Linked DNA regions of Mus musculus: all the other regions are linked to region 4. Evidence: chromatin contacts called from public HiChIP or PLAC-seq and promoter capture Hi-C data. All regions are on one chromosome and are shown on one strand. The core of a region is the stretch at or near the end of the contact, and the rest is flanking DNA. Distances in the headings are between cores, read along the strand shown. Region 1 holds the start of Mlst8 (MTOR associated protein, LST8 homolog (S. cerevisiae)). Region 2 holds the start of Prss32 (protease, serine 32). Region 3 holds the start of Rnps1 (RNA binding protein with serine rich domain 1). Region 4 holds the start of Pdpk1 (3-phosphoinositide dependent protein kinase 1). Region 5 holds the start of Elob (elongin B). Region 6 holds the start of Flywch1 (FLYWCH-type zinc finger 1). Region 7 holds the start of E4f1 (E4F transcription factor 1).

Evidence for each region. Promoter capture Hi-C pulls out the DNA fragments that hold promoters and counts their contacts. HiChIP or PLAC-seq counts read pairs in DNA pulled down with a chosen protein or histone mark. Capture Hi-C pulls out chosen DNA fragments and counts their contacts.
Region 1: a contact with region 4 is called in a promoter capture Hi-C map of macrophages, with 5 read pairs. The contact joins the promoter of Mlst8 here to the promoter of Pdpk1 in region 4. A contact is called at or near these places in 11 of 39 promoter capture datasets (the SN4741 cell line, cranial neural crest, frontonasal cranial neural crest and 7 more), 5 of 115 datasets of contacts at active chromatin or transcription factors (the 230-238 cell line, embryonic limb bud, embryonic stem cells and 2 more) and 2 of 9 other capture datasets (adipose tissue and liver).
Region 2: a contact with region 4 is called in a promoter capture Hi-C map of pancreatic islet. The contact joins the promoter of Prss32 here to the promoter of Pdpk1 in region 4. A contact is called at or near these places in 5 of 39 promoter capture datasets (the 3T3-L1 cell line, the HPC-7 cell line, cranial neural crest and 2 more), 1 of 15 datasets of contacts at CTCF or cohesin (the NIH/3T3 cell line) and 2 of 9 other capture datasets (adipose tissue and pancreatic islet).
Region 3: an H3K27ac HiChIP or PLAC-seq map of embryonic stem cells shows a contact between it and region 4, with 9 read pairs. The contact joins the promoter of Rnps1 here to the promoter of Pdpk1 in region 4. A contact is called at or near these places in 23 of 39 promoter capture datasets (3T3-L1-derived adipocytes, the C10 cell line, the HPC-7 cell line and 17 more), 2 of 15 datasets of contacts at CTCF or cohesin (CD8 T cells and the NIH/3T3 cell line), 7 of 484 Hi-C or Micro-C datasets (B cells, the G1E-ER4 cell line, bone marrow-derived macrophages and 4 more), 31 of 115 datasets of contacts at active chromatin or transcription factors (the 230-238 cell line, the HPC-7 cell line, the SCID.adh cell line and 22 more) and 5 of 9 other capture datasets (adipose tissue, embryonic stem cells, liver and 2 more).
Region 5: a contact with region 4 is called in a FOXA1 HiChIP or PLAC-seq map of pancreatic cancer cells. The contact joins the promoter of Elob here to the promoter of Pdpk1 in region 4. A contact is called at or near these places in 3 of 39 promoter capture datasets (cranial neural crest, embryonic stem cells and hippocampal neurons), 1 of 484 Hi-C or Micro-C datasets (regulatory T cells), 4 of 115 datasets of contacts at active chromatin or transcription factors (bone marrow-derived macrophages, effector CD8 T cells, embryonic stem cells and 1 more) and 4 of 9 other capture datasets (adipose tissue, embryonic stem cells, liver and 1 more).
Region 6: a contact with region 4 is called in an H3K4me3 HiChIP or PLAC-seq map of bone marrow-derived macrophages, with 6 times the contacts expected there. The contact joins the promoter of Flywch1 here to the promoter of Pdpk1 in region 4. A contact is called at or near these places in 1 of 39 promoter capture datasets (cranial neural crest) and 1 of 115 datasets of contacts at active chromatin or transcription factors (bone marrow-derived macrophages).
Region 7: a contact with region 4 is called in a promoter capture Hi-C map of adipose tissue. The contact joins the promoter of E4f1 here to the promoter of Pdpk1 in region 4. A contact is called at or near these places in 18 of 39 promoter capture datasets (the 3T3-L1 cell line, the C10 cell line, the HPC-7 cell line and 13 more), 1 of 15 datasets of contacts at CTCF or cohesin (the NIH/3T3 cell line), 4 of 484 Hi-C or Micro-C datasets (the G1E-ER4 cell line, Sertoli cells and palatal mesenchyme), 20 of 115 datasets of contacts at active chromatin or transcription factors (the 230-238 cell line, the HPC-7 cell line, the SCID.adh cell line and 15 more) and 4 of 9 other capture datasets (adipose tissue, embryonic stem cells, liver and 1 more).

Annotation. Positions count from the first base shown.
Region 1 is chr17:24,477,762-24,480,461 of GRCm38.p6, reverse strand. It overlaps Mlst8 (MTOR associated protein, LST8 homolog (S. cerevisiae)), which reads left to right and starts at 1,384. Exons shown (of 9, transcript NM_001252464.1): 1 at 1,384-1,450; 2 at 2,004-2,142; 3 at 2,300-2,351; 4 at 2,437-2,599. The coding sequence starts at 2,014.
Region 2 is chr17:23,852,367-23,855,104 of GRCm38.p6, reverse strand. Prss32 (protease, serine 32) reads right to left here and starts at 1,333. Exons shown (of 5, transcript NM_027220.2): 1 at 1,179-1,333; 2 at 564-726. The coding sequence starts at 1,308.
Region 3 is chr17:24,413,270-24,415,969 of GRCm38.p6, reverse strand. Rnps1 (RNA binding protein with serine rich domain 1) reads right to left here and starts at 1,295. Exons shown (of 9, transcript NM_009070.2): 1 at 1,236-1,295; 2 at 808-929. It overlaps D330041H03Rik (RIKEN cDNA D330041H03 gene), which reads left to right and starts at 1,457. Exons shown (of 6, transcript NR_033554.1): 1 at 1,457-1,658; 2 at 2,042-2,269.
Region 4 is chr17:24,140,235-24,142,934 of GRCm38.p6, reverse strand. It overlaps Pdpk1 (3-phosphoinositide dependent protein kinase 1), which reads left to right and starts at 1,341. Exons shown (of 14, transcript NM_011062.4): 1 at 1,341-1,498. The coding sequence starts at 1,475. It overlaps Gm33409 (a long non-coding RNA gene), which reads right to left and starts at 1,372. Exons shown (of 2, transcript XR_876671.3): 1 at 775-1,372; 2 at 337-484.
Region 5 is chr17:23,827,841-23,830,540 of GRCm38.p6, reverse strand. Elob (elongin B) reads left to right here and starts at 1,432. Exons shown (of 4, transcript NM_026305.2): 1 at 1,432-1,458; 2 at 1,563-1,697. The coding sequence starts at 1,456.
Region 6 is chr17:23,770,236-23,773,031 of GRCm38.p6, reverse strand. It overlaps Flywch1 (FLYWCH-type zinc finger 1), which reads left to right and starts at 1,430. Exons shown (of 8, transcript NM_001357994.1): 1 at 1,430-1,617.
Region 7 is chr17:24,453,957-24,456,764 of GRCm38.p6, reverse strand. It overlaps E4f1 (E4F transcription factor 1), which reads left to right and starts at 1,373. Exons shown (of 14, transcript NM_001301784.1): 1 at 1,373-1,630. The coding sequence starts at 1,477.

The DNA of each region.
Region 1 (2,700 bases), core at 135-2,634, 340 kb before region 4:
AACACCACAAGAACACAGAGGGGCCGGTGGACCTCCTGGGGTCTTGCAGAGTCAGAGAGCTGCTAAGGCTCTGACCTAGGTCCTCTGCATATAAGCTTGGTGTTCTGGAATCCTAACAGGGCTGGGCTGTCCCTGACTCTGCTGCCTGAGATCCTTCTCCTCTTGCTGGGTTGCCTCTTTCAGCTTTAAAGTGATAGTATGTGCCTGGTTTTATTGTAGCTTGTGTGTGTTTGGTTGATGTCCCTGGGAGGCCTGCTCTTTCCTGAGGGGAAGTACTTGGTGGTGGTGGTGGTGGGGTGAATCTGGGAGAGAGGAGAGAGGAGAGGAGAGGCTTGGGGGAGGGGAGGAAGAGGAAACTGCAGTTGGGATGTAATATAGGAGAGAATAATATTTATATTCCAGCTAGGCTTTCCCCAGCTAGGAATATAAATATTATTCTCTCCTATATGCCTCTGCCTCCCAAGTGCTGGGATTAAAGGCTGCGCCGCCACCACCACCCGGCTAATTTGCTGTTCTTGAATCAGATGTTCTACACCTATCTGTTCAATGTTATTTAGTAGACACATAAAGCTGTTGAGTGCTTGTAATGTATCTATCTAGTCTAAATTGAAACTATTCACAAGAACATGATGCACACTATATTTCAGTTTAAAATAAAAAAGCACAAAATATTTATGTTGAATGTGTTAAAAGAATATTTTTATATATTGGGTTAAATAAAAAGTATTATTAAAAATTTTAAAAAATGGAGGCATGAGAGTCTGCAGTTTTAAACGAGTTTCTGGGCTAGCTTATGTGCCCTCAGGATCAGGCTGAAAGGGTCTAGACTATGGCTACCAGATAAAGCAAATAGAAGTAACAGACTGCCCAGTTGCATTCAAACTTCTTGTAAGAAAGTAATTCTTTTAGTACAGTGTTTGAGATATGCCTATACTAAAAGAAAAAGAGAGAGAGAGAAATTAAGAAATTAAGAAATTAAGAAAGAAAGAAAGAAAGAAAGAAAGAAAGAAAGAAAGAAGGAAAGAGAGAAAAGCTAGGAAGGAAGGAAAAAAGAAAAGAAAAAATGATTTTTATCTGAAAATTTTGCATTACCTAGAAATTCTAGCTTGGTTGGTAGGGTAGGTGATTGTGTATGTCTGCGGGGGGTGGAGGGACGACGACAGTGTAATTCCTTCTGGGAGCCAAGTCTGGAAAATAGGCAGCAGTACCATGGCTGTAGTTCCCAGTGAGTTGAAGGGTGGCGTCGCGGCTGATGGCCATTCTGAGCACGATCACTTCTGGAGTTCTTCGTCTCAGAACTCTGGTATCCCTTTCAACTCCCCCACTCCCCGGACCCATGGTCTCGCCCGGAGTTACTATCGATAGCTCTACGCTCGGCCCGGCTTCTATCGACTAGCTCCTCCTCGCCTCGCCGTCCTGGACTAAGGCAGAGTGCAGAGCGTGTGTTAAGGTACGGGGGACACGGGATGAGGGCTGCTACCGACCACTGGGTGGCTAGGAGAGTGCGGTCGGGGTAATCGGGCCGGTAACACAGAGCCAGGGCGGTGTGCAGAGCACTGGGGAGCGCGGGGGTCCTGCCAGATAGCGCCCCCACCCATCCGATCCCAGTGCCGGTCAACTACGCATGCTCAGCAGCAGCAGTGCCGGGCTTTTCCTTAGTCGCCATGCGCATGCGTTGCCTACCCTTGCGAGAGACGGCGCCCGGGCGATGGCCTTCTGCGTGTGACTGCCTCCTGCTGGCTGCTGGCGAGGTGGCGTCTCCAAGCGTGAGGGTGAAGCTGAAGGAACACTCTCCCGGGAGCAAAGTAGCCGGAGTCTTTTTTTTTGAGACTGTCAGCGTGACCCTGAACACTCTTATTTTTCTTAGTTTTAAAGTGAAGTTAATACCGGTACACTGTAGTGTGCAGATTGTTATGCGTACATCTTTTCTCTCCAAACGTTTTGACCTTTGGACCTTACTTATCACCTCTTGGCCCAGTGCAGGTCTCATTTTTTTTCTCCAGCCATCAAACAATGAATACCACCCCAGGCACAGTGGGCAGTGACCCTGTCATCTTAGCAACTGCAGGCTATGACCACACGGTGCGCTTTTGGCAGGCTCACAGTGGAATCTGCACTCGAACAGTGCAGCATCAGGACTCTGTATCCTCCTCTTGGCAGCAGGATGGTGCTGGCCAGAATTAAGTATGAATGATATGTGTTTGGGGAAACTCAGGCCAGGTGGTGGAGGTCTTGATGGCCTTGTAGCCCCAAGGTTTCCCTCTCTGGGTTCTCTTCCTGTTATCCTTAACATGCTCAGCAGGTAAATGCATTGGAGATTACTCCGGACCGAAGCATGATTGCTGCTGCAGGTACCTGAGATTCTCGACCTCTGACCCTTTACTGGCCGTAGTTCTACCTGGCACACCCATGCTTCAATTCCCCCTGTGTCCCTAGGTTACCAACATATCCGCATGTATGATCTCAACTCCAATAACCCCAACCCCATCATCAGTTATGACGGAGTCAGTAAGAACATTGCATCAGTGGGCTTTCACGAGGATGGTCGCTGGATGTATACAGGTGGCGAGGACTGCACAGCTCGCATCTGGGACCTCAGGTGGTGTTGTGTGTTGGGCTGAAGAGGACGGCTGCCCGGGGAGTGGGCAGGCCAGGGGATTGTCTGTGGGCAGGCTATTCTGCAATCAGTTAGTCTTAGTG
Region 2 (2,738 bases), core at 84-2,583, 290 kb after region 4:
TCATGGCCACATACTTCACATATGCTCACATACATACACAAAGACCTTGGGTTCTCAAGGGCTGATTTAGTAACTGTCCCCCCCCCACCGTGTGTGTCTGCATGTCAGTATGTCAGTGGGTACACAGGTTCCTAGGCGTGTACAGAAAGCATAGGGTAACATCAGATACCCTGCTCTATTACTCTTAGCCTTGAGACGGGGTTTTCCACATAACCTAGAACTGTACTGGAAGTCAGCAGTCCCCAGAGAGCCTCGTGCTCCCACATACACCCCAGGCATAAGCCACACTTGGCTGTTTGCACTAACTTGGGCAGGGGATTCAAACTCAAGTCACCTTGCTTGTGCAGCAAACCCTCTTACCCTCTGAGCCATCCCTTCTATACAAGAGTTGATTTTGAGGAATAACAAGACAGGTAACTGAGATATAAAATGGCATGACCCTGCCTCATCTCCTGCCATAGTAGGCAGGAGCTATGGTTCAAATGGAGAAATGAAGTCATCTGAAAGGAATGTAGGGAAATCCAACAGGCCCCAGCCCACGTGACCCATAGGGAGACACTCACTGGTTGAAGCAATGGGCAGCAGTCAACACCCAGTCCTCAGCAATCAGAGATCCCCCACACACGTGCGCCCCATTCTCCCGCACGCTGACCTGCCAAGGCCACCGGCCCAGCTGGGCATCTTGTCCTGACACGATGCGGCCTGATGTCCTGGGACGTCCACACACTGCAAGGAATCAGTAGGATTGGGTGATACATGGCTATTCTGCCCTTCTCTATACCCTCAAACCTGGCTCGTTTGTCACAGCCCCTGGGAGCTTGACCAGTGTGGGCCAGAGGATGTCTCAGGTACCTGGTGCCTAATAGCACCTGCCTAGTATAAGGCCAGAAGGAGCCAGGATCAAACAGCTCTCTGGGTCTGCCTCCAAACCTATAATTCTGCTGCCTCCTTCCTGTAATCCCAGCACCTGAAGACTGAATCAGGAGGATCAGGAGTTCAAGGTCAGCTTCAACTATGCAGTAAAATGGAGGCCAGCCTGAGCTACAATGAGACCAGGAATCAAAACTAAAAGAAACAGAATAAAACTAAAAACAAAACAAACAAAAAAGCCACCCAAACAACAAAACCTGCATTCTACGTATCTTCCCGAAGCTCCCGTTCCCCATACACCACCTCACCTGAGTCCAAGTCAATGCTCCTCCTGCCTGTCGTGGTAGACGGGCTGTCAGAGTCGGTTGGGAGGACCTCACTCCCCAGAAGAACTCCAGGAAAGAAGGTAAATAGGATGGCAGGCAGAGCCAGCTCCATGGTACACCTGCTGGGGCCAAATACTCCAGGAAGAGGAAGAGGGACTGCAGCTCTGGTGTGGTTTCAGGACTTGCCCTGGGGTGGGGCTCAGCCTCCACACCTGCCCTGCAGCCTTGGGAGAGGCCTCACATGTCCACTGTCCCTGGGCACAGAGACCCTGACTTCCCTACATGCTTCATGCTCTGGGGTCCTCTGGTCCTCCCCTTCCTGATCCAGGAACCGCAGCATCCACGGCCCTCAACTTTCATTGATGCAGAATCATTGTATAGTATGCCTGGCACCCTCGGGAGCCTTCGTGTCCATCGCTGTCCACCAGAGGGCAGCCATGGGCCTAGCTCTAGGCAGAAGGGCATGCCAGCATTGGGCTGGAGGATGAGGCATGTGGACATCCTTTCAGACTCCTGTGGTATTTGTCTTCTCTAGAAACTTCTCTTCTGTTGGCTGCCCTTCACTCAGTCTCTAGGCAACTCCTTTCAAAAAGGATTGTTCCCAGAAAGGCTCACTGGCCTTCAAACACCCAGATGCCCCCACTGAAATGGAAACTGTACACAGTAATTACTTCGCCAGCTGCAGTGTCGCTTTATGCTTCAGTCCCAGACCCCATCTTATCCAATATTAAAGTCTCCACATCCATCTCCATCCTGTGTGCAATGTGTTCACCAATATATTTATAATTTAAAATAAAGAAAACAAGGGCTTAGGCTATAGGTCAGTTGCTAGAGTACCTGCCTGCATGCACAAAGCTCCGCGCTTGATCCCCAGTACCTGCATAAACCAGATGAGCTGGTGTAGCACACACCTGCAGTTCCAGGGCTCAGGAGGTAGAGACAATTGAGTCGAAAGTTCAGAGCTAGGCTACAATACTGAGTTTGAGTTTATGGTGGTTTGAATGAGAATGCCCCCCTCACCTCCCTTAGGCTCATATATTTGAATGCTTGGTCTCCAGTTGGTAGAACTATTTGAGAAGAACTAGGAGGTGTGGCCTTGTTAGAAGAGGTGTGCCACATCCCATGGGGTGGGTGCTGAAGTTGCTTTTTTTTTTAATTGTATATTTTCTTTATTTTTTCTATTTATTTATTTATTTATTTATTTATTTATTCATTTATTTATTTATTTATTTATTTAGATTTTTCGAGACAGGGTTTCTCTGTGTAGCCCTGGCTGTCCTGGAACTCGCTTTGTAGACCAGGCTGGCCTCGAGTGCTGAGATTAAAGGTGTGCGCCACCACGCCCAGCAGGATATTTTCTTTATTTATATTTCAAATGTTATCCCCTTTCCCGGTTCCCCCTACCCAAAACTCCCTATCCCATTCTCCCTTCCCCTGCTTCTATGAGAGTGTTCCTCCACCCACCCACCCACTCCCACCTCCAAGCCCTTGATTCCCCTACACTGGGGCATCTATCAAGCTTTCATAGGACCAAGGACCTCC
Region 3 (2,700 bases), core at 46-2,545, 270 kb before region 4:
CCCCTATTGAAACATGGTCTCACTAGGCAGCCCTGGCTAGCCTAGGTTGATCAAGCTAGCCTCAAACTCTGACTTGCCATCTGAGTGCTGGGATTAAAGGCAGTGTGTGGGTCCCAAAACTAGTTTTTAACAAAATGAACATTACCTTTGTAACATATAATCAACATAAAATTACTAAATTTCTTGTGGGTTTTCTATACTAAGTCATTTAAATCTGGTATGTACTTTTGGGGTTTGGGTTACTATTCAAGTGCTTCATACCAGTGACAAAGGGTAGAGATCACCCTTGTGCACCCGCACCCCGACCTGCTGGAATGTACTTTATGAAACAGGCAGAACCCATTGTTAAGCAGTCTACAAATTATGAACTGCGGCGTAAGCGAACTCTTTGCTGGGTGTGGTCGAGTGCTAGAAAGCAAAGGTGAGGGTCTCTGTTCACTCAAGCTCAGGTAACAGCTCAGGACCTTGGTCACCTCTCCCATCCTCCGGAAAGGTGTGCGTCCAACAGTCAGAGAGAGGAGAAAACAAATGGTTAAATCTCGAGCAGAGGGCGTCTTGGCAATCTGAAAGCACTCTCTACATATAAAAGCACATCGGAGACACAGTGCCTACGAAGTAACACAAGGTAGAGAAAGCAAGCCTCCACCACGTCTCTACCATCAACCATAACCTTCCCATATCCTCTCCCGCTGAGCTCCGTAACCGTGCTCGGTCCATCCTAGGACGGATCCTCAATGCCCAGAACTGAGAACTGCACACTGGATTCCGACAGACACTCGTGGAAAGAGATCTTTAAAGGAAACCAACCTTTTAGGCCGGCTCGCAATCTGCACCGTCCGCTCCGGCCACAGACATCGACCTCGCCTCCCACCCTCTTTCTCCACTCACTACTCAGGTCGGGCCCGGTGTGGCGAGCCTAGGTCTCCAGCCTGACAAGAAAACAAGAGAAGCGGCAGGGCTCGCAGCTGCTGGAGTCCTGCAGGCTAAAGCGGGTCGCCGCCGAGCGAACCGTGCGGGATCACCCTTCCGTCGGTGACCGCCTCGACCACTTCCGGGCCGCGGCCTCGACACCTCCCACTCCGCCCGACCTGAACCACACTCTCTCCTCGGGCTCTGTTCCTCGCCGGCGGGCCTCTGCCGCACTGAGGAACGCAACCGGCTCCACGATGCGCCCCGCCAAGCCTGGCAGAAGGTCCCCGGAGGTCGGATGCAGCCGGATTCCTACCCCGACTTACATCTTCCCAAGGCCGCCACCTCCTCCCGCTCTTCTCAGACCAGGACGCCGGCGCAACTTTGTCGTCAGAGGTGAGAAGCGGGAAGGCGCAGCCGTCGTCGCGCGACGATGACGTAAGCACACTCAGCCAATGCAAGTTAGCGGTGGAGGACTAAAGGACAGCAACTGTGTGTGGGCGGAGCGTCGTAGCGCCTACGGTCCCCCCCCCCGCCCCCCCTCCCCGACTGGTCTAAAGTTTCCTGGACTTGTTTTGCTCATTCTGAAGCGCGCGATGATTGGCTGACCGGCACCAGAGGTTTGTGCTCTTTGGCGCCTACCGGATCTGTGTGGATGGAGCTACTCGGGTTGCCTCTGCTGTCATTAGGATCTAAGGCACCCTGCTGAGGCCGCGTTATTGTAGTAAAGGGACAGGCTGGTACGGACGGTGAGTTCCTATGGTCAAGTCTCTGGTAGTTAGTGGTGATTGCATAGATATGGTCTCTGTGCTGGTGGGATACAGCTGACTGGGTGTAGCGGGCGGCCGATGAGGCCAGAAAGGAAAAAAGTTTGAGGAAATGTTGAAGGAGGTTTCTCCCAGGAGACATTTCTGACAAGAATGCGTGGGGCAGAAGGAACAGCAAAGGCGTTCAGGATCGCTGGGAGAAGAAGAGGCACGCTAGTCTATACCGGGGTTACGTCAGTAACTTCTTAGCAAGGACATAGAGGATCTGGTCTCTGCACGAGGCTAAAGAGTAGCACCCGCCGTAGTGCCCCGCCTCCCGACTTTGCCAACACATTCTTTTGTTTGTTTGTTTGTTTGTTTTGTAGCCCTGGCTGTCCTGGAACTCACTCTGTAGACCAGGCTAGGCTGGCCTAGAACTCAGAAATCTGCCTGCCTCTGCCTCCCAACTGCTGGGATTAAAGACGAGCGCCACCGCCCGGTTTGCCTAGCACATTCTTGCTCCGTTATTTGCGGAAGAAAGGGATATGCACACAATCCCCGCGGTTATCTAAGTAGATTTGAGGCAGGAACGAAGAAAGAGGAACAGAGCTAAGGTGAGCTTCAGGAGGAAGGTACAAAGGTGACTTAGATTTGGATTACATATTGCTGTGAAAGATAGGAAAGTGGCCAATGTGCACTTTGGTGATCCCGGAGAGATGGAGAGAAGAGATTATCTCGGTCCAAGGAGCTGGGTGTGTCCTGTGGGACAGTCAGGAAGAGGAGCCTGCTTCTGAAGTCTGCTTTCCTGAGGTATTCATTTTTTGGGGTGGGGTTAGCAGATCTAGACAGTTTGGTCTGGTACCCTTGTTGGATTTAAGATTATTTAATGTATAGGATATTAGGGATAAGCTGATTTTCTTGCATTGCTGTTGTGTCTGCTGTGGTCAGACATGAGTGGTAAGTGGATGCTAGCTGTTCTCTGGTGGAACGGAACAAATAAACGATGACCCTCACTTACATCATCCAGTCTGGGTTATTCACACTA
Region 4 (2,700 bases), core at 92-2,591:
GTGTTTGTTTGTTTTGCAAGACAGAGTTTCTCTGTGTAGCCCTGCCTCTGCCTCCTGAGTGCTGAGATCAAAGGAATAAGCCACTATGACCTGGTTCTAGATGCCCCATTTAAGGCTGAATACTCACAGTAATTTTCAGCACTTTAAATTATTTTACACAAATGACAAATATCTGGAAAGGGTGGTGAATACCTATACCCAAGCACTAGGAAATCTAAGGCAGAAAGATCATGAATTCAAGACAAGCCCAGTCTACATAGTGATGTCCAGGCTAGCCAGGGTTACATACTGAGACACTGTCTCAAAAACACCACAAAAAACAAAGGGCGCAAGGGCTATGGGTGTAATTTAGAAACATTTAATTTTGAGATGATCTAGCATGTGTGAGGTCTTGAGTTAATTCCCAACACTGAAAAAAAAATGGGGAAGGTCTGTAGAGATGGCTCAGTATGATGCCTGCTATGCAGGCAAGTCCTCAGCACTCCTGTAAAAGAAAGCTGGAGATGGTGGGGGTGTGTCTGTACCTTCACCCCTGGGAAAACAGAGACAGGGGGACCACTGCATCTCACTGGCCAGCCAGCCAGCCAAGAGGGATCAGCAAGTTCCAGGTAGCGACTGGTATAGGAAGACATCTGACAAACCCACAAAGTGGACACACACATACACTGTACACACAGCGCAAAAAGTTTACAAAAATTGTATGCGTTTCACCATAATTTAAAAAAACATCTACAGCGGTTGTCATAATGACAACTAAAGGAGGATGTGGCATACCTGTCATTTCAGCAGCTGGGAGGCTGAGACAGGATTGCCGCAAGTAGGAGGCCAGTCTGTTCTCGATAGTGAGATCCTGCTGGGAAAGGAAAAAAAAAAAAAAAGCAAGCTCACAAAGACGTCCATCAAAATATTGGCAAAAACAGGTTCATCAGGAGTGACAGGACGGCTTGTTTTCTGCTTCAAATCATAGCCCAATTTCTCTCCCAGATTACTCGTGACCTGTGAATCAGATTCAAGTTGTCCTGGCAGTAGGTTCGAGCTCAGCCTTGCTGCTGCCCCAGGCGTGACCTTGGCCCGCTGGCTACGGAGCCTCAGTTTACCTGACAGGGAACGCGGATGACAGCTCGGCGCTCCGGCCCCGGCCCCTCCCCGTCACTTCTGATTGGCTCGCTCAGCCTCCCTCGACAAGCGCGCCGGGCCCCAACCCGGAAATACGGCTCTTGGTCGGGGGCGGGGCCCTCACGGCCCGCCGCCAATGACAGCTATACTGACCAATGGGCGAGAGGAGCGGCGGCTACGTCGCGGAAGTCCTGCTTAGCGTCGCGCGGGGGCGGGGTGGCGCTGGGGGCGGCAGGCGGCGGGGCGGGCGCAGGATGAGGGCGGCCATTGCTGGGGCTCCGCCGCGGGGAGGAGGACGCTGAGGAGGCGCCGAGCAGCGCAACGCTGCGGGGGAGGCGCCCGCGCCGACTTGGGGCTCATGGCCAGGACCACCAGCCAGCTGGTGAGCGCGCGGCTGCTGTAGGGCGCACCGGTCCGTTACCCGGGAGCGTGGCGGTCGCCTGGGTTCTGCTGGGCGAGGCGGGGCGGCCCGGTGTCGCGGGCCGGGCGGCGCCTCACCTGCGGCTGGGTGGCGGGCAAGACTGTTGGCACCGGCCGAGGGTTCCTCTCGGCTGCGGCAGGGAATGCGGGCCCCGGCTCGGGCTGTCGGCGGCAGCCGGGGGCGCTGACAGGGCACGGAGGGCGGGGGAGGCCGGGAGGTGTCACCCGGTCGGGCGGGGTGGAAGTGCCTGGAAAGTTTGTTTTCGGCTCTGTGCAGCCTGGAGCCGAGCCTCTGGGCTTACCTTGAGGTCCTGCCCGAGGAGGAGCATTCTCCATCCTTTACCTGGAGGAGGTTCCTGGGAAGCAGGAGATGTGAGTTCCTGCTTGTAGCACCTGATGCTGGAGGCTCCTTTCCAGATTCTTGGTCAGCGGGGCATTTCGGTCCTCCTCTTGCCTGCAGTTCTACGCTCAGTGAGGTGGGAAGCCCTGGGAGGCCGGGCTTAGAGGCCCCAGCGAGGGCAGCCTAAGTTTGACAGGGAGGAGGGGTTGGGGGGGGCGGGCGGAAGGACGAGGACGACAAAACCAACCACTTGTTGGGTGAAATGTTTGTTTTCTCTGTGTTGTTAAATAAGTATCCATAGTTGTATTTTCTGGTAAGTTTTAGAGTTCTTAGATCAGCGTGTCTGCCTTGTATGAGATATGAAGTGGCTGATGAGAAGATGTCAGACGCCGAGCAAGATTTGGTTCAAAAGGCAAACCTCCTTGGGCTAGGGCTGTGGTTCAGTGGTAATCTGCTTGCTTCACATGTTCAGGGCTCTTGGGTTCGATCCTCACTCCAGCTTTCAGGGAGTGGGGCGGGATGGGAAGAGGGTTGTTGGTCTCTTTATTCGAGGGGACTGAAGAAACTCACTTGGTTCAGTATGGTCTAGGATGTGTCTGTGGTAGTGGTTTTTGGAGGGTCATGAGCCCCTTTAAGAATCAAAGTATGGGCTCCTTTTGAGAAGCATACACAGTTGCACGGAATTTTGTTGCTACCAGAGGCTCAAGAGCCTTCTGCATCTCATCCATGGACTTGAAGTTATAACCCTCTACTGTGAGATGGATGGTAATTAATCCAAATTCTAAAAGGAGGAGGACCTATCCAGCTGAGAAAAATGGTGAAAG
Region 5 (2,700 bases), core at 183-2,682, 310 kb after region 4:
GTTTTAAGCTGCACAAGTCCAGCATGCTGGGGTCTCCTATTACCAAGATAGAGACACCCAAGTGAGCTTTCAGGCCTGATTTAAAGCACATTAGAGAATTCCAGTGTAGGTGACCTCTATGTTAATCTGTTGTGCACATCTCTACAGAATTCTATTAACATGGTGTGGGGACTAGAAACTTGCTGGGGAGGTCTGGGAACTGTTACTAAGTAGCTGAGGATGTCTGGAAACTGCTGCTGACCCACTGTCCTTGCATCAGACGAGGTAGTTGGGACAGTCCATTACCTGGACATGAAGGCTGGAGCCTAGGGTTTTGTTTTGTTTTGTTTTTTTAAATCATCAATTGACTTCCCTGGACTTGCCCAGTTTTTAGGCCTAGTGTCCTTAACTGCCAATTTGAAGTCTGTCGTGAAGTCAGCCTAGCCTTCTCAAGGCTGTTAAAAACAATGGTCTCCAAGTAATCAGGATTTCCCCAGGAATCTCATGTTGGAATAAGGAAGGGTTTGACCTGAAACAGATGTCACAGCTCATCAGGCCATCTTGTAGGACAGTCAAATGATGGGCCATACCTTGCCTAACACTACTCATTTGTTCCATTTCAGTTTAAACAAACTCCACAGTCGACTTGGGAAAGTCACTGGACCTCTTCTTATGGCCACATTAAGTAAACCTATCAATGCTTTTCACTATTAACACTTTTTAGTTGGTGTACTGGGACCAGGTGGCCAAGTCTAGCTAGAGTGGACCCTAATAACTACAGCAGAAGTCTCGAAGAGCAATAGTTTCTCTAGCTCCTAAGAGGCCACAAAGCATGGCTGAATTGGATTTAACAAACCCTTAGACCCAAGCCTAGAGCTGGATGAGGAGAATACACAGTGGTGATCTTAGATCCAAAATTGTACATCGTCTCAAAATGGCTGTAAAGTTACCCCTCACATTCCCTGCAAGAGCTTGACCCATAAATAAACGTGGGCTGGAGAGATGGCTCGATGATTATGAGGACTGGCTGTTCTTCGAGGAGTTAGCTAGGTTCGATTTCCTGCACCCCACACGACCAGAGGACCCGACGGCCCTCTTCTGGCCTTCCCAAGCATTGCATGTAACAGTTGCATAGGCATAAATGCAGATAAAACACTCATATAAAATTGTTCATGGCAGATATGCATGAGTAGCTCTCCGTGACTCACTCTCTACGCCCCAAAGCAAGCCCAGCTTGCACCACGGATCCGAGACGGGCTCAATATATAACCACCTATAACCCAGACACCGAGATGGCGGCCAAGCACAGGAAGTGGCTTCCGGATCGCTTAAGATGGCCGCAACGGCGTGGGAGGGGCTGCAGGATAGGGGGCGGGGCGGGCGGGGCCGCGCAGAGCACGCTGGGTCGCGCTTGGGCTGCCGGGAAGGGGCGGAGCGCGGCCGCGCCGGCGCGTCGAGCCAGAAGCAGCCGCCGGGATGGTGAGCGGGCGCGGGGGGGAGGGGCGCGGGGCCGGGGGCGGCGGGGGCTCCGGGGCCACGCCGGGGGCCGCGGGCTAGCGCTGACGCGGGCCCGCCGTCCTCAGGACGTGTTTCTCATGATCCGGCGCCACAAGACCACCATCTTTACGGACGCCAAGGAGTCGAGCACCGTGTTCGAACTGAAGCGCATCGTCGAGGGCATCCTCAAGCGGCCGCCAGAGGAGCAGCGGCTTTACAAGGTGCGACGAGCGGGCGTGGCGGTTGCGCGCGCGGGGGTCCAGACAGGACACTTAACAAGGAGGTCTCTTGATCGTGCTGAAGAGCCGGCAGCATCAGGTCTCCCGGCAGCCGCCCCGCCCTGCCAGGCCGTCTTGCTCAGCGGTTGGGGAAACCGAGGCCTCGATAATCTTACGCAGCCGAAGGTCGTGGCAGAGCCAGGGTTTGTTCCTGGCTAGCCACCTTCGGCCTGTCGGGAGCCCACCGGAATCCCACTGTCACAGGGTGGGGTGGAACTCGAGGAATGCAAGTGTTGTTTAGAAGATAGGTCAAGATCCCACCAGTGATTCACCCAGCCAGTGTTTACCCTCGCCAGTCTTCTGATGTTCTAGAAACACTTGGCATTCAAGCTCACCTCCAGAAGCCAGCTCCAGTTTTGAATAAGCTAGCCTGCGGAGTTGGGTCCTCATGCCCCAATCCCGAGTCAGGCTTCCCAGAAGCGTGCCAGTAATCTAAATACATTGAGCTAATTCCAGCTGTAACTCCAGATTAGAGCCTGGATTCATGTCTCTAAAGGGCTTTTCTCACTGATACCCACTGATCTTTTTCTTGAAAGACCCTCTGCTGGTCTAGGAACCACATAGTGTTTTTAGTGCTGCTTTCTATGCTCCTCATAATTCCCGTTTTAAGGTTAAGGTTGATTTTTAAAAGAAAGGTGGGGAGTGGAGAGAAAAACTTGATAGGACTCAGGGGTGCAGCTGTGTTTAGTGTTAACATAACCTGTATGAAAGCCTAGGTTAGATCACCAGGCGGAAAAAACTGGGCAATAATCCTGTTTGGGAGCTAGATGTAGGAGGATCAGAATTTCAAGAACAAAATACTGTTTGAGATATTTTCTCAAAAAAAAAAAAAATTCCAACTACCTTTTGAATTAGATATATCTAGAGAGCTTGGAAAAGCCAGAATTCAGAGGCCTGTGAGTTTTATTTTTGTGTGTGTGATACCTGCTCTCATACAGTCCAGGTG
Region 6 (2,796 bases), core at 181-2,680, 370 kb after region 4:
CCTGCCTCTGTCTCCGCAATTCTGAGTTTACAGGCTTGCCCCGCCACACAGGGCTTCCCATTTTCTCTCTAAAAGTTAAAAGTTTTTTAACTTTTAGATTTCTGAAACCAAAACCAAAACCAAAACCCTTATCTTTCTCTTCTACTTACTTATTCACCTATATTGTTGTTTTTAAAACCCAGGGTCTCATGTAGCTCAGGCTTGCCTTACATTCACTATGTAGCTGATGAAAGACTTGAATTCCTGATTCTCTTGCTTCTGTTTCATTTGTGCCACACACATTCAGCTCCTGGATTCTTATTTAAATATGCGATCTGTTATTGTCACTATTTCAAATCTCAGATAGTCCTGGATTGGGAGAGGGGGGTATCTAAGGGTTTCAACGTGCTGCATAAGAATGTTCTTTGGAGGGCTGGCGAGATGGCTCAGTGGTTAAGAGTGCCGACTGCTCTTCCGAAGGTCCAGAGTTCAAATCCCAGCAACCACATGGTGGCTCACAACTATCCGTAACGAAATCTGATGCCCTCTTCTGGAGTGTCTGAAGACAGCTACAGTGTACTTACATATAATAAATAAATAAATCTTAAAAAAAAAAAAGAATGTTCTTTGGAACTGGCTCAGTTATGAAGACCATTGGGCTGCTTCCAAAGGACCCAGCCTTGATATCCAGCACCCACATGGTGGTTCATAACTCTGGGCAACTCCAGGAGATCCTATGCCCTCTTTTGGCCTCCACAGGCACCAGAAATGCACATGGTGTACAGATACACATGCAGACAGAACATCCAAATACATTTTAAAAATACACTTAAAATATGTCAGAGTTATGTTTTTTAAAAAATAAAAAAGAAAGGAAGGAAGGAAGAAAACTGGGTGGCAGTGGCGCATGCCTTTGATCCCAGTACTCACCGTGCTAGGGTGGCAGAGGCAGGCTGATCTCTGAGTTTGAGGCCAGCCTGGTCTATAGAGAGCATTCCAAGACAGCCAGGGCTACGGAGAGAAACCCTGTCTTAAAATAAAAATAAAAATAAAAAATAAAGAAATAAAATACTTAAAATGTAAAAAAGAAAGTTCTGAAGGTCACAGGCCTAAAGACGCACTTAAGCCAAAGCTACAACTTCGTAAGAATGCAGTCAAATCCTATAAAAGTCCTGTTCTCTCTATCAATAGCGCTGTCATCCTTTTAGTGATGACTCCCAGCCTGCATCCTTGCTACAAATTCACCTGTCGCCCCGCCCTCCCGGATGCAGTAGCGGGACCATGGGTTGTCCCGCCTTCTTCCTTGTTAGTAGACCCGCCCCTGATGCTGATTGGCTAGGGTGTCAAGTTGACACTGCGCAGAGAAGACCCGGAGAAGTGGTATCCGCCTCAGGAATGGCTCCGCGCCTCTGCTGCGCATGCTCGCTAGTAGTTTCTAGGCTTCCCAAGCAGGCGTCTCGCGGGGGCGCGCGCGCGGGCACGGGCTCGCTCCCCAGGGGGCAGTTGGCGGCGGGAGCGGGCGGCGGGGTCGTGGTTCCTAGAGCAGCCCCGGCTGCTAGGCCGGCGCCTGCGTTGGCGGACACTCACACGAAGGATCGGGTGGCTCAGCCGCCGGAGAGGCAGGGCCCGCTGCCGTCGGTGAGGACGGGCCCCTGCGGGCGGGAGGGTCGGACCAGCGGAGCGATGCCTGGTCCGGCTATCCTGGGGTCGCGCCCGGTGCTGGGGAGGGGCCCCAGCTCTGTAGCTCGGGCATGGGGTGCTTCTTTGTCGGACATCCACGATGCGCCTCCTTTCTACCTGATCTCTCCATCAACCCACTCGACTCCTGTACCGATCTTAACACCTCTAAATCCGGGACCACACATTCGCCCATCTTCCTTGAACCGTGTCCACCCATTGCATGTCCATCCAGCTCTGTCCTCCGTCGCGGCCCATCCTTGGCGGCCGCAGGTCCCAATGACCTTGCACTTTTTGCCGGTTGTTACCCCTCCTCGTTCAGACTATAGGTTGCCCATTGTGGCTTTCAAACTTTGTGACGCATTCTAGACTGAGAAAGATGTTTTATGTGTATATTCTGTGCCTGAAGATAGATTTCGTGAATCGCAAGTTTAAAGAGAGTCGCTTACCAATCTCACATGACGCAGATCTATTTAGGCTGTGTTCTAATTCATTCCTTTCTGTTCCGTTCCATTCCATTCCAAATGACTGACTTGCTAACCCATTGATTCAAGACCTAGCTTATCTGACAGTTTTAAACCCCCCTTTACTCCTTACTCTACAATCAGATAACCATCCCCAAGAAAGATCTTTTTGTTATGATGTTTTGTTTTTAACTTCTTTGCTTTCCAGGGTCCTTACCATTGCTGGGGCTTGGTTTAGATTTCTGGTATGTTTATCTCATTGTTCTCCCAAGTGCCACTAGTCTGACTTGTGGGAACAAAACAGCATATGAAGTAGAGGAGAGCTGATAATACATGCTCACTTATGCAGATGAAGATGGCTTTGCTGGGGGAGGGATGTGAAGCTGAATTGTTAGGTAAAGGAATCCGTCTAGCCAAGATTCTCATCTAGGAGGATTGCGGAAATCTATCAGTTGGCTTCCCACATCTCATGTGGGTTTTCCTTATCATTCTGAGTGTGTGTTTGTGTGTCTCTGTGCATGCATACACAAGGCTGTTTATCACTCTCTGCCTTATTCCTTTTTGTTTGTTTGTTTCAAGACAGGGTTTTTCTATGTAGCCCTCATCTGTGGGCTTCAGGTGGGCCTCAAATTCACAGAGCTCCTCCACCCCCTGCCTCCTGAGTGCTGGAATTAAA
Region 7 (2,808 bases), core at 124-2,623, 310 kb before region 4:
CAGCACCAAGTTACCGGGGCCACCGAGTTACTGGCCACAGGGAGCTACAAAGCCAGACCCTGTCTCAAATCGACCAATGAACCAATCAGTTAACCAATTTTGGTGATAAGCGCTCAACTCAGTCGGTGTACTAAATGTCACAAATGGTCACTTTTATGTATACTTTTCAATACTTTTCATATACCGAATAAAAGTCTTGGGGCTGGCTCGCTGGCTCAGTGGGTAAGAGCACTGACTGTTCTGAAGGTCCTGAGTTCAAATCCCAGCAACCACATGGTGGCTCACAACCACCTGTAATGAGATCTGACGCCCTCTTTTGTTGTGTCTGAAGACAGCTACAGTGTACTTATAATAAATAATCTTTGGGCCAGAGTGAGTACAGACTGAATGAGCGAGGTTGACTAGAGCAAGCAGAGGTCCTAAATTCAATATCCAACAACCACATGAAGGCTCACAACCATCTGTACAGCTACAGTGTACTCCTATACATAAAATAAATCTTTACAAAAAAAGTCTTTGGAAAGGAGCACTCGAACTATCTCCAAATGGAGTTCTTTCTCATGCCCAGGAAATTCTGACATTGCAACCCAGGTCTGAGTCCAGGATTCTATATTGGGTAGCAACCCTAAAGAGTTCAGATTCTCTGGGCGGCTAAGAACACATTGGCTGTGTATCTAGGTTCATTTCCCAACACCTACATGTAACTTCATCTGTAATTCCAGTTCCAGGTCAGACACCCTCTTCTGGGCCCCACGGGCGCTAGGCATGCACGTGGTGCACAGACATGTATGCAGACAAACCATACTACATTAAAAAAACAAAACAAAAAAGTGAGAGAAGGGGTTGGAGAGATGGCTCAGCGGTTAAGAACACTGACTGCTCTTTTGAAGGTCCTGAGTTCAAATTCCAGCAACCACATGGTGGCTCACAACCACCTGTAAAGAGATCTGACGCCCTCTTCTGATGCGTCTGAAGATAGCTACAGTGTACTTAATGAATAAATCTTTAGGCCTGAGCGAGCAGGGACTGAGCAAGTGGAGTTGACCTGAGCAAGTGGGGCAACCAGAGCAACCGGAGCAAGCAGAGGTCCTAAAAATTCAATTCCCAACAACCATATGAAGGCTCACAACCAGCTGTACATGTACTCATATACATAAAGTAAATAAATCTTTTTTTAAAAAAGTGAGAGAAAGGGAGAGTTCTTACTCCACGGATAGTTCACTTTGGACCAAGTCCTGCCAATTTAACACAAGCCACGCCCACTTCCGCCCTGATGTCTGGCGCTGATGGCTCTCAAAGAGCCAAGCTCCACCTCTACTGACGCGCTAGACCGCAACCCATAGCCCCGCCTTTTTGCCTGTCCGTCAAATTCGTTTTTGTCCCGCCCCCTGCCTGTCGGACACGCAGCCCTCGGTGCGGCCCGTTGTTATGACGACATGGTCGTAAATCCGCCATCTTCCTGTGGCGCGTTGCGACATGGAGGGCGCGATGGCAGTGCGGGTGACGGCCGCTCATACGGCAGAAGCCCGGGCCGAAGCCGGGCGTGAAGCGGGCGAGGGCGGGGTTGCGGCGGCGGCGGCCTTGTCCTCCGGCGGCTTCCTTGGGCTCCCAGCGCCCTTCAGCGAGGAAGGTAACGAGCCTACCGAAGCCTGGTGCGGCCGGGGTGCGGGCGGCTCTGTCCGGGCTGCGGTGTACGGTCTCGCCCGGATCCTGGCTACTCGAGTGTCTGTAAACCTTCACAACTCTCACAGGTTTCCCTTCGGACTGCCTCTAACCCGTTGGGCCAGATGCAGAGGCTCACAGGGAGCCCATTTCTCCAGCCCCTTGGGGTCGATCTGGCCAAACAAACATCGCTCGCTCCTCTTCAGCGCCCATCAGCCCTAGCTTCTGCTTCTCCTCTGCCACTCGGGCCTTAGTTCGGGCGGAGCTGGAGACTGGAGGCGGGGCCGCTCTGTCAGACAGGGATTAGGGACCTGACCTGGGGAGGCGGCACCGCCCCACTGAGGACCTGGGCCTTCCCTACGGGGTGGAGCAACGCTTCCAAGAATGTGCGGAACACCCCCCGCTCAATCCGACTTGTACCATTACTTAAACCAAGCTCGAAAGGCGAACTATCATTACTACTATTCACTTCAGAGATGGAGATAATTGAGGTTCAAGGTCGTCCATCTGGTTCCTGTCAAGGATCAGATTGGAGCCGGGGCTGTAACTCCTCTCTTAAACCCTTTAATTTTTCCTAGGAGTATGGCAAAGAGTTAAAATCGTGTCTGTATGCCGAGGGCTGTGTTGGCACCAAGGATTACGTCTCTAGGTGCTGATATTTTTTAGAGGTGGTTTGGGTATCTCCTGTGCATTAGTTCCACGGAGCTGTAGATTTGATCAGACAGGAAGTGGTTTGACAAGTATTACTGGTATATTGCTGCTCTTTGTCATGAAAGAACTCAGTCCCACTGTAATTTTTTTTTCCCTTATTTCAGCTTGGAGAGAGTCAGTTACCGTCTCAGGGAACTCTTTGGAGTTTCTAGGTTTTTTGTTTGTTTGTTTGTTTGTTTGTTTGTTTGAGACAGTGTTTGTATAGTTCTGGCTGTCCTGGAACTCACTCTGTAGACCAGGTTGGCCTCGAACTCAAAAATCTGCTTGCCTCTGCTTCCCAAGTGCTGGGATTAAAGGCATGAGCCACCACTATCCAGCTGAGTTCCTGGTTTTTGTTTTTGTTTTTTAAAGACAGGGTCTCACTATGTAGATTTGGCTGGCCTTGAACTCACAGAGATGGTCCTGACTCAGTCTCCCCATTGCTGGGATAAAGGC